Regions from separate parts of the Mus musculus genome. Here regions 1, 3 and 4 are each linked to region 2. Evidence: chromatin contacts called from public HiChIP or PLAC-seq and promoter capture Hi-C data. All regions are on one chromosome and are shown on one strand. Each heading gives the region's core, a stretch centred on a gene start, on an enhancer-like site or on the middle of the called end of the contact. The rest is flanking DNA. Distances are from core to core; before and after follow the strand shown.

The links. Promoter capture Hi-C pulls out the DNA fragments that hold promoters and counts their contacts. HiChIP or PLAC-seq counts read pairs in DNA pulled down with a chosen protein or histone mark.
Region 1: a contact with region 2 is called in a promoter capture Hi-C map of cranial neural crest. The contact joins the enhancer-like site here to the promoter of Fndc1 in region 2. A contact is called at or near these places in 2 of 39 promoter capture datasets (cranial neural crest and liver), 3 of 484 Hi-C or Micro-C datasets (bone marrow-derived macrophages, cortical neurons and palatal mesenchyme) and 2 of 115 datasets of contacts at active chromatin or transcription factors (embryonic forebrain and stem cell-derived neural progenitor cells).
Region 3: a promoter capture Hi-C map of pre-B cells shows a contact between it and region 2. The contact joins the promoter of T here to the promoter of Fndc1 in region 2. A contact is called at or near these places in 3 of 39 promoter capture datasets (liver, neutrophils and pre-B cells).
Region 4: a contact with region 2 is called in an H3K27ac HiChIP or PLAC-seq map of SST interneurons, with 7 times the contacts expected there. The contact joins the enhancer-like site here to the promoter of Fndc1 in region 2. A contact is called at or near these places in 21 of 39 promoter capture datasets (the 3T3-L1 cell line, 3T3-L1-derived adipocytes, the C10 cell line and 14 more), 3 of 484 Hi-C or Micro-C datasets (bone marrow-derived macrophages, cortical neurons and palatal mesenchyme) and 1 of 115 datasets of contacts at active chromatin or transcription factors (SST interneurons).

What each region holds. Positions count from the first base shown.
Region 1 is chr17:7,265,959-7,268,658 of GRCm38.p6, forward strand. All of the region lies in intron 10 of Rps6ka2 (ribosomal protein S6 kinase, polypeptide 2), which reads left to right. Among named protein-coding and RNA genes, the nearest start is that of Tcp10a, 57 kb to the right of the region's middle. RefSeq lists an enhancer at 2,535-2,700. Within about 2 kb of position 1,338, at least 18 of the 459 cell types and tissues checked have an H3K27ac peak or open chromatin away from gene starts, as enhancers often do.
Region 2 is chr17:7,825,870-7,828,569 of GRCm38.p6, forward strand. Fndc1 (fibronectin type III domain containing 1) reads right to left here and starts at 1,433. Exons shown (of 21, transcript NM_001081416.2): 1 at 1,149-1,433. The coding sequence starts at 1,248.
Region 3 is chr17:8,433,103-8,435,802 of GRCm38.p6, forward strand. T (brachyury, T-box transcription factor T) reads left to right here and starts at 1,321. Exons shown (of 8, transcript NM_009309.2): 1 at 1,321-1,634; 2 at 2,089-2,353. The coding sequence starts at 1,429. LOC115486424 reads left to right here. Exons shown (of 3, transcript XM_030250191.1): 2 at 343-398; 3 at 603-1,426. The coding sequence starts at 387. The coding sequence ends at 1,388. RefSeq lists a promoter at 778-1,436.
Region 4 is chr17:7,285,295-7,288,025 of GRCm38.p6, forward strand. All of the region lies in intron 14 of Rps6ka2 (ribosomal protein S6 kinase, polypeptide 2), which reads left to right. Among named protein-coding and RNA genes, the nearest start is that of Tcp10a, 38 kb to the right of the region's middle. Within about 2 kb of position 1,272, at least 19 of the 459 cell types and tissues checked have an H3K27ac peak or open chromatin away from gene starts, as enhancers often do. A contact at or near this core is called in SST interneurons, cortical neurons and hippocampal neurons, where this site is marked.

The DNA of each region.
Region 1 (2,700 bases), core at 88-2,587, 560 kb before region 2:
TCTTTAATTCACACCTGGATGCTGTCCAATGGAATTTACTTATGTGAAGGCTGTCTCTTTTCTCTCTCCCTGTGCAGAGGCTCCTGGACGCTCTCTGCAATTGAACTTGCTGAATTGTTATGAGAATCTCAATTTATTTGTTTTCCTTTATACACTCTTCATTCTGCACAGCCAATGTGCATAAAAGATAGGAAGGTTTCGAAAAACAGTAGAAGAGAGATAATTACATAAAATTCTAGTCTTAACAGATTTGTGTTTATTTTGAGATTGTATTTATCGGCTCCAGAGGCATCCAGCAAGGGCTTCAGTCCTTTACCAGACTTCCTGTCTCGAGAGGCGGTTGTGATCACAGACTTCTTGCTTCCTGAGAATGTCTTCAAGCTTGTTTCCCTTTTTTGCGTGTTGGGATAAAACAAAAAGCTCTGGTTCTTTCATACCTCACAGATTCGGATGAGGTTAGAGATGCGGTGACCTCCAACCTTGGCAGGGTCTCCGTGAACTGATGGCACCCTGGGATGCTGGCCTGAATTCATCCCGCAATAATCCTGGCTGAATAGCGAAAGCCCACGAGCTTAGTCCAGTGTCCCCAGGAAGGTCCCCAGGAAGGTTTCTGTGCACACGAGCTAGCTGGACCGCTCCTGTGGGCAGCACCCAGCCACAGCAGAGTGAGGCCGAGCCTGTGACATATGGCCACATGCTTCAGCATAAAGGGGAAGGGGCTAAGCACACTGCCCACAACAGCCCAGGATGGCCTGTCTTCAGTAGAAGCCAGGGTAGGAGAGAGACAGATGCCCAAAGGCGAACACAGATGTTCTCATCTGCTAGCTGGGCAGGAGAGGGGCATCCCTCCACCTTGTGCTCTGCTGTCTGGCTCCTTAAACAGTAAGCACATTAATTTTATGATTCTAAGAGGTTTTGGGGTTTTTTTTTTTGTTGTTGTTGTTTTGTTTTGTTTTGTTTAGGTGGGGAGCTGTTTTGAAGGGAAAAATTCAATATTTAGAGATACATGGCAGGGGACCGTAAGAAGTTCACTTTTCCCCACCCTCAGGGCCACACTAGCTCTCTTTAACAGATAGGTGAGCCGGGCGGGGGGGGTTGTCGCACTTGTACTCAGCACAAGGGTTGTCAGGGTTTGATGAAACAGCACAGACCACAAAATGGGGCTGAGACAGAGAACAAGACGGTGGGGGGAAACCCAGGGGCTTTGCAAGGCCTGCTACAGACCCCACCCACCCAGCCTGCACTCCACTCTCAGGACCCCGTATCTTGACCACCATATGAGAGGTCAGAATCTGTGCCCCGATCCTGCTTGGAGAGGTGGGCAAGAGTGGTGGTACCCATAGGCCTGTCTGCTGCCTTTGGAAACAAGGGGTCCTGGCTTCTCTGCACTCTGTGGAGAGAAGAAATGTTAGTGTCTCACTTGCTCCAGAGAAAGCTGGTGAGATGGGTTGGAGGGGGGAGGGGGACTCTGTCATCCAGGGATTTGCTTTGGGGTTCATTTTCTGAGCCCCACTATGTTGCATATGGCACAGGGCAATCTTCCAGCTTTCCTGGCACGGAACATGATCTTAGAAGGGTCCCATTTGAGCCCCTCATTCATACGCTGGCCTTAGAGGTCTTCCCAAATCTGACAGATGGTCCTTGTTATCAGGAATTGTGGGGTGGCATACAGAAGACACAGCTCTGAGGTGCATACATATGCCTTGCTGCCAAGGTACAGGGGAGAGGGAGCAACTGTTTCGCTGTGACCCCTGCCTGGTCCATGCTCACTTGCTGTTTAACCTAGAGCCTGTGCGTCCTTGCTAATCTGTGAACTCAGGATAACTGTGTACCCCAGAGTCATCCGGTGTCTCACAGGGGCATAACAGCACCTGACATGCAGGACACACTGCCCTGTGTCGAATAGATTGATTGTAATGGGCCTGGGGGGAGGGGGGTGTGAGGAGGTGCTGTGGTTTACAGGAATGTCTTAGAGCAGCCATCTCTCCATGTTGCCCTTCTGCATCCTGAGCTGTCCCAGGCCTGAACCACCTCCACCTCCAAGCCTTTTCCTTTGCTGACTGAGTCATTCTGTACCACACACCTCTCTTCCCACATGGAAGCCTCCATCTGCCACTTACAGTCATACTTAAGTGTTGGGTATGAGTGCTGAGTGCCTTCTGTAGTGCTGGGCATACCAAGGCCCTGAACCCTTAGCTGACTCTGTCAGGTCCTCTGGATGGGTAACAGAGGTCCTGTGGGGCAGAGAGCACAACAGCCTTGGCGGGACAGTTCCTCATACCTGTATGGCTGAACTGGTCTAGACTAAGGATCAAGGACCCTTCTATCCATAGCAGAGGTTATGGGAGATTACCGTCCTGGCATCTGTAAATGAGAGCTATTTCCAAGTCAGGGGCTTGGGCTTAGCTCAGAACCAGCCCTAGGGATCCCTCAAGAACTCAAGAAGCCCTAGGGCTATATTATGATAGGATACACACACCACCACCACCACCACCACCACCACCACCACCACCACCACCACCACCACCACACAACCCAGCAGTTCTGCATGACACAGTTATGTCATGCAAAGGTTGTTTATATAATATGGGTGAGATTTAAATGGACAGAAAACACTTTAAAGAAATGATGTGCTACAACCATATTAGTGGCTAACAAATACAAAAGCGAGCTCATATTTCTGTCTCGTCCTGGACAGTT
Region 2 (2,700 bases), core at 183-2,682:
GAAGCCTTTGGATTGTAGGTGGGGAAGCTGGGAGGCTAGAAGAGATTTATTCTGTCAGACATTGTATAAAATATGAAGGGAATACTTGCCTTGAGATCATAAATGGAAGAGAAAGGACCCCTACTTCTGTATGACCCTTTTAGAAAAAGGGAACTCAACACCAGAATACGTAGCACCCGATACTACCAAGAGGTCACCAAGCGCTCTCCCTTTATCCTTATGGGGAGCGCAATACAGACACCAGCATGCAAAACTAGTGGCCCCTGTTGGAAAAGAAGTTTGTTTTGTTTTGTTGTTTTCAGCCCTGCTGCCACTGAATAATACCAGAAAGGGGAAGGGGAGTCCACTTTTCAGGTTCCTACAAATTGATGCCATAAACAAAAGTCATGGTTTCCAAGTGTGGAAATGCATGCATGCTAGACACGAAGACGCCAAGGACATAGGCGTGAAAGCCCACTACTGTGTAACCATCTGGACGCTGGTGAAACACGCAAGAAAGCAGAGTCAGCTAAGCCTCTTGTGCAAAGCAAGTGTCCATCCAGGCTGCAGCCTGGCCTTTGGAGTGGGTTAGGCTCTCTGGAACTCACTGACGGTCCCACTTCCCTCTCCCTCCTCGAAAGACAAATGTCTTCTTCCAGCTGCAAAGTTCCCAAGCTTAGGACTTCAGTTGCTGCTGGTCCTGGAGTACAGTCCTGCCCCTCAGTTTCCATCTGAGTTCCCTCAGTGACCTTATCCAACATCGAGACAGGTGAAGAAGATGACAGAAAGATGCTCACCCTCAACCCGGAGGAGAGTCTGACCAAAGAGAGTGCCCCCCCCCCCGACTTCTATCCCCCCCAGACTCCCACCCCCACCCCCAGTGCGATGCCCAAAGTCACTTCTCCTTTCCTTTGCCTGGATCTCCAGGGCACTTAGACAAGTTTCAGTCCCCAGTTCTCTTGTGTGTTCCGTGTCCACACTTCTCCCATACTCAGAGTGCCTAGTGCCCACACCTAGCACGCCCTGACTCCACTCACGAGGATGCACAGGTTAGTGACAAGACACGCACGCGGGCAACACAGAGCCAGTGTGGGACAGTGGTCCCCCAGAGTGACAAGCGGGTGGGCAGAGGACAGCCTAGCCGACCGCAGAGTCAGGCGTGCGCGTACCTGGGGGTCCTGCTGAGGTAGCCACCGGTAGCAGCGCCGCCAGGAGCAGCAGTGCCGCCCTGAGCAGCAGGCGCGGGGACGCCCTGGCCTCGGGGGCCATCGGAAGCCCGGGATGCGCGGGGACCGAGCGTAGGTGGCTGGCAGGGCGCGGGCCGCAGTGAGAGGAACGCAGAGCAACGCCGTCGGGTGCCCGTGGCTGGGTGTCCGGTGTCCTGTGCGAGCGGCGGTGCAGCCCCTAGGCGACCGCTCCTGGCCACGCACCGCGGCCAGCCGCGCTCTGCCACTGAGGCCACCCGCTGCCCGCAGCTCCTTTTAGATGCGCTCGGGCGCCCCCTGCCTGCGCGCTCGCGATGAGACCCCACGAGGCGGGCGGGGCGCAAGTCCCGGAACCCCATTCGATTTTTGTGAAATTAAAAATCTGCACCAGGAAGAGTGACCAGGAAAGTTCCCTCCCTTTGTCTAAGTCTCTAATACGCTCTGGCCAGGAAAGTGACCTATTATAAACAATCGGTGCTAAGATGAGGCGTGAACTTTGTCTCCTTAAACCTCTGTGTAGTTTCATCTTCAGGGACCGGGTCAGGACCCTCCACCTTTTTCTGCACATGACAGTGGTCTGTGGGCTCTCGATATCCTTCCTACGCAGCCGGAGCTCTTGGGAAAGGATGAGGAGCCGTACTCGCTGAGGGAGCTCCTGGCTGTCATTGCGCAGGAGCCTGTGATCCCAATTGAAACAGAAGCTGACTTTAAGCACGCCGCAAAAAGCCCTGCCAAGAACTCATTTGACCTCCCTTTCTGTAATTTAAACACCGCCTTGGGATCCCGCTGTGCGGGATAACAGACTGGGTTTTGGTCCACTCCCAGCCTCAGACACTAGTGGAGTAGGAGCGTCCTTGCAGGCGACAAAGACTCGCGCTAGGGAAGCAGAGTGCTGCTCTCTGCAAACCAACCTGATGCCACTGGCACAGGACAGACAGAACATGGAATCGGTTCGCCCACATAGCAACCCCAAACTTGACCAGGACGCTAAACAAAGTCTGGAAGGGTGGTACTGAAATACGGAATCTCTATTCGGAAACAAAAATTACAAAATCAAGACATCCACACGCTGAGCCCAGGCTGGCACCTCTTGCCTAACTGTGACCTGCAGTGAAGTCTCCAGGTCCCCCCCAGGAAGGCTCTCCACTGATCCCCTCTTTAGAGTTCGGGAACCTTCTACAATTGAACAGATGCTCTTGCCTCTCCCCTTAGGGCTCTAGTTAGTCTGGCCTCTGGCTTTTGTGTCCCCAGCTTGATCTTCCTTTAAGAGTGTCAGGTTCCTTCCGCACTCCTCTCTCTCTCTCTCTCTCTCTCTCTCTCTCTCTCTCTCTCTCTAGTGTATTCCAAGTCAGTGGATCCAGGGCTCCTGTGGTCAGCTCTAGCTGGTCAGTCAGAGGTGGAAATCTCTCTAGATAACAGAATCTTCTCTTCTTCCTCAGTCCATGGTGGTGAAGGGCAGTGGCCATGGTTTGCTGAAACTCAGTTCCCAAAAATGTGTGTCTGCCTTCATCACTGG
Region 3 (2,700 bases), core at 71-2,570, 610 kb after region 2:
GGTTGGCTCCTGGAAAACCGTCTCTCCCAGAAGTAGGGGCAGGTAGAACCCACAACTCCGACCCCAAAGACTTCCCAGGGAGACTCTCAGAGAGACAACGAACTCAGAATTGAGTGCCCCCACCTGATTCAGGGGCCTCTTCCAAGGAGCTTCGGGATAGGATAGGAGAGTGGAAGACGGGGAAACGGAGGCTGGAACCCAGAGTCTCGTTAAAGAGCTGGGCGCGAGCTCTGGCTTCCTTCCCGCTTCCTGGGCTCCCGTTTTAGAGGAATGTTATTGTTTAAAGAGACCCCATTGAACTATTTCCTGCTCTTTGTCACCTTCCCCTCACTCTCCCGGCAGAGGTTCTCACCGAGAGGCAATAAACCAACTGCTGCCCACACCGCATGGCGAGGCGGGTAGGGAAACGCGCGCAGCATGCGTTCCAACAATCCCCGGCGCAAAGAGACCAGGGACTCCCGGGGCCACATTCGGTGCAGGCGCATCCACCGTCAAAGTCCAGCTTTTATGTGGGACGCGAGGACACCTCCTACTAGGGTCGCTATCTGTTCGTCTATTTCCCTCTCTGGACAGATCCGCATTGAGCTTCCCTCTCCACGCAGGTGAAGGTCGTGGGGGACCTGGATGCCGAGGTGGGAGTTAGTGGCAGTCCATGGGGCGAGGGGACGTGTCCCAAAGCTGCCACACCTGGGGAGGCTGAGGCTTTGGAGAGGTCAAGGAGACCCGGGAGACGCCGATCCGCCGAAGTCCCTCTCAGGTGCGCGCAGCGTGGACACTCCGCGGGGCAAAGTCGCAGGCGCCGGTGTGCGCTTGGACAGCGCGTGGGAGTGGAGAGTTTAGCAGTGGCTCTAGGAGCCAGGGTCCTGGGTGGCTCCAGCCCGGCTTCTCGCCCTCCCTCCCCCAGGGTCCGCCCCGCCGCTTTGATGGAGGTGCAAACATTTGGGGGAGGGCGGGGGTGTCGGGACTGCGCCCGACGCTTTCCTTACAGGAAGCGCGCGCTGGAGCCCATTGTTGGCCCCCAGCCTCCGGGCCCGCCCGGCCAGTCTGATATGGCCGCGCACCGCCAATGGGCAGCTGCTCGGTACTTCAAAGGGTGTCCCGCCCAATCCGCCGCACCCCCCTGCGAGGCCACCTCGGCTGTATTTATGGGGAGGGGACCCATTTTTCTCTTCCCCAGAGACTTACTCTTGTCGCGCCTTGCGGGAGTTCAAGTGGAGCCACGGCTCCCCAGGCCCTCTCCCCCATCCCCGCCCCCTTCCCCCCTCATCCCGATCTCGGTGCTCCTTTGGCGAATGTGCAGGGACCCAGGTGTAATCTTTGGGCTCCGCAGAGTGACCCTTTTTCTTGGAAAAGCGGTGGCGAGAGAAGTGAAGGTGGCTGTTGGGTAGGGAGTCAAGACTCCTGGAAGGTGGAGAGGGTGGCGGGAGGATGAGCTCGCCGGGCACAGAGAGCGCAGGGAAGAGCCTGCAGTACCGAGTGGACCACCTGCTCAGCGCCGTGGAGAGCGAGCTGCAGGCGGGCAGCGAGAAGGGAGACCCCACCGAACGCGAACTGCGAGTGGGCCTGGAGGAGAGCGAGCTGTGGCTGCGCTTCAAGGAGCTAACTAACGAGATGATTGTGACCAAGAACGGCAGGTAGGTGCGTGCTGCAAGCCGGCAGTCTGGGGCCTGGCGAGTGCCCCTCGCCTCGGGGAGAGCATCTTTTCTTCCCAACCGGCCGACTTTGTTTCTTCCCGCTGAGTTAACAGCTCCCCAGAGGATTCCTAAACCTTGGTTTCTCGGGAACTTTCCCCCTGACGAAACCTGAGGAGGAAGGAGGCATTCGAACTCTAGGGTTCCTAGGTGTATACTGGAATGACCAGGTTTGCCTAGGGGGCCGAAACCCTTGGCTAGATTTGTCCCTCTGCTGTCCCGAGAACCCGTGGGCTTAGTGGGGGGAGATGATTTGGTTCCTGAACTGAGAAAGTTCAGGCAAAGATGCTTGCGAGACCGGTTGCCGGGGTCCTCCTCTTTGGCCGGCATCAAACACTTAGTGCAGGCTCCCCCTCTCCAACGGATGGGTCCTCCTGCCGTGCGCTGTCTTTTCCAGGAGGATGTTCCCGGTGCTGAAGGTAAATGTGTCAGGCCTGGACCCCAATGCCATGTACTCTTTCTTGCTGGACTTCGTGACGGCTGACAACCACCGCTGGAAATATGTGAACGGGGAGTGGGTACCTGGGGGCAAACCAGAGCCTCAGGCGCCCAGCTGCGTCTACATCCACCCAGACTCGCCCAATTTTGGGGCCCACTGGATGAAGGCGCCTGTGTCTTTCAGCAAAGTCAAACTCACCAACAAGCTCAATGGAGGGGGACAGGTAAGCCAGTGCAGAAGACAGCCTCTGGGCCCCAGGCCGAAGGGAAGAGCCTGGCTGGGAGCTTAGAAAGACACCACCAGCCTTTGTCAGCCCCACAGAAGCCACCGTGGCCTCCTTCCCCAATTAAATCTTTAGTACTGTTTATATTAAGCTGATGAGGGTTAAGCAGGGCCTGGCAAAGGGAACTGGGAGTTCTCCCTCACCTTGGAAGGGTTGAAGAAGGCCTGCCGCTTGGGAACTGGCTCTGGCCATAGGTGAGCATTGGTTCCGAATCCTCAGTCACTTTAAAGTCAAAAGGGGACACTGGCTACTCTGCACAAATGTGCACATTCCACCCTTCTGAAAAG
Region 4 (2,731 bases), core at 22-2,521, 540 kb before region 2:
GGATGTCCACTCTGGCGAGCAGAGCCTAGTCAAGCCTTTCTGTAGGTCTGTGGACTCAAGAAAGCCAGACGTGTGTTGGGAGTAGACTGAGCTGTAGAAGACAGAGAGGCCTGTGCTCACGCACCCTAGCGCTTGGTTAGTTAAGAGGAAAGCACTCCAGAGCTGTGCTTCAGATCTGGATCATCTCTGCTCGGCATTCAGAAAATTGCTCAACGGCGCACGCTGCCTGTGGACTCCTTGATTTCGCCTTCAGGAAGCCAGCTGCTTTCAGTCATTGCTTCTCTGACACATCTTTTCTCGTGTCACGGGACAGAAGCCTCAACACACATGGAATACATCGCATGGCCTGTCCCCTTGCATACTTACATGCACACATGCAGCCCAGACACTGACACCTCTTTACTAACAACCCCCTCCTGTGGCTGAGAAGTTTTGGGGGAAACGTGAACCTGGTCAGCGACGGACATGTTTTCCTTAGGAGGCAGCAGCTTTGCCCCTCAGCCACACATGTGCTGTTATTAAATGCATGTAGTTTGTATTAGATAAAAAAATAAAAACCCTTGCTGCCTAGCCTGATGACCTGAGTTCCAGCCCAGGACCCACATGGTGGAAGGAGGTGACCAACTCTAGCAAGCTGTCATGTGATCATCACGTGTGCCCCGTGCTCTGTACCACGCCTACCCATACACATACACAACTGAAGAAACCGATGAAAATGTAAAAATTAAAGGGCCTTAAAGTCATTCCAAAGTGTGTGTCACCTTGTCCTCTTAAAGCATTTAAAATAGTTTCTTTAGACATTTTTGCTCCCATTCCATCCTTCTCCCTTTGGAACCTCCTCTTCTTTCTAAGAAGTCTCCCTCCCCTTCCCTGTCTGTTTCGCATATTGCCACTGAGTTCAGTTCCATGGCTGAGTAGATGTGTGGCTATTTATTTGAGCCAGAAAAACATATCTTTGGCCCCCACAGATCTCCTCCTCAACAACTCTGACTGCTCCTAGTCCCTACAAGAGGGCTGGGACCTCATGGACCTGTGCCCATCACTGAGGTCTCAGGCTTGTGTACAGAGTGACAGATGACTATCTCAACAACCAGTGTTCCCAAGGTGTTTGTGACTTCCCTGTCAGCAATTGGATGACTGTGTTTGCTTGTATGTCATCCTATTTTTAACTTCCACAGAGGATCTGGCTGCCACACCCAGGACAGGAGAGGCCTCTCCCAGTAGGAGCCAGAGTTTGGATTCACATCGCATCATCCGTGTACCACAGCGTTTGCACGGCTGCACTCAGTTCCATTCTGGGTATATAATTTGTCAGCCAGAAGGGAAATGGAGTTAAACAGATGCTTGGCCTGGAGATCGTATTTTTAGAAGGACAGATTGGCATGGAAATTTTAATTTTTTCCTATTGAGAAAGCACCAGAGTTCTGTCTCTTTGTCATTTGCTCTAATTAATTTTACAGGAGAAAATGTCTGTTAGAGTTTTTTTCAGGTAATTACATGCTCCACTTACCTCGTTCCCAGCGTAGCATGATCCTCCCATTTGTTGGAAGGGCAGGGTGCATCCTGCTTGCCCTGCAGCTCACACTTTGGCCTTCAGACCCAGCTGGCAAGTGTCTCAGCACCTGGAAAGACAGCGCTTCAGTGATGGGACCCTGAGGAACACAAGGAAGAACACTGACAGACACAGAGAAGGAAAATGGAGACGTGGGGGAAACACACACGCACACGCACACGCACACACACACACACACACACACACACACACACACACACACACACACACACGAAGGGTGGCCAGGACTCGTGTGTGCCAGCAGCAGCCACCAGCAAACATGCTTCACCTGCTAAGAAAAGCCATCTTCCTGCGCCAGCCATTGTGGAAGCCACACTTGCTCTGGGCATATGCACACCTTGGCTTAGCATCTCTGAGGAGGGTGAGAAGTAGCTGCGGCACACAGGGAGCTCATCCACATGCAGCAGGGCCCGCGGCCCACCCGGCAGGATGCTGCCTGGCGAAAAAAAGAGATGTGGATAGGAAAGATGCCCCCTTCCTCCGGCCTTTGTGTGTGTTATCTCTGTTACCAAGCTTATGCCTGGAGAGGAGAGCCAAAGCAAGAACTTGGTTAGAAGTAAGAAACCACCCCTCCAGAAACTCGCTGAAGGGTCTTGCACACCCTTCAGCCACGCAACAGCCACCTGAGGGAATACCTCACTCACTGATCATATCTGATGGAGGTGCCTTACAAGTTCCGCCAAACAATTAAATGATATTCAGTGTAATATTAATATTACAGCACACAAGCCTGTGCTGATGCCGTGCTGTAACAGATTAACCGGGTGTGCTCGGTCTGCCTCCGAGTTGAACACAGGTTCTTACTCCAGTCTTAAAGTCCTACTCGATGTCAGTGAGAGCTTAAGGTCTTTAGGAGTGGCTTTGTTCGCAAGTATTTATAATCTCTCGCCAGAAGTCTTCTCGTGCCTTACATCAGAAGAACACACAGGCATAAAACACACCACAGTGAAGAAACAGATCAAGCATTTGTAGTCCCGGGTGTTTTTATGATAGTTACAGTGTTCTCCCATTTCATATTTTTAATAGATAATGGCTTCATGGTTCCAGATTGAAAAGCTATGCTGGAGTAAACCTCAAGGTCTCCCAGCCATGGCTCCATCTCCTCACTACCCATTTCCTCCACGGGAAGCAGTGGTTGTTAAGATTTCCCTCTTGCCC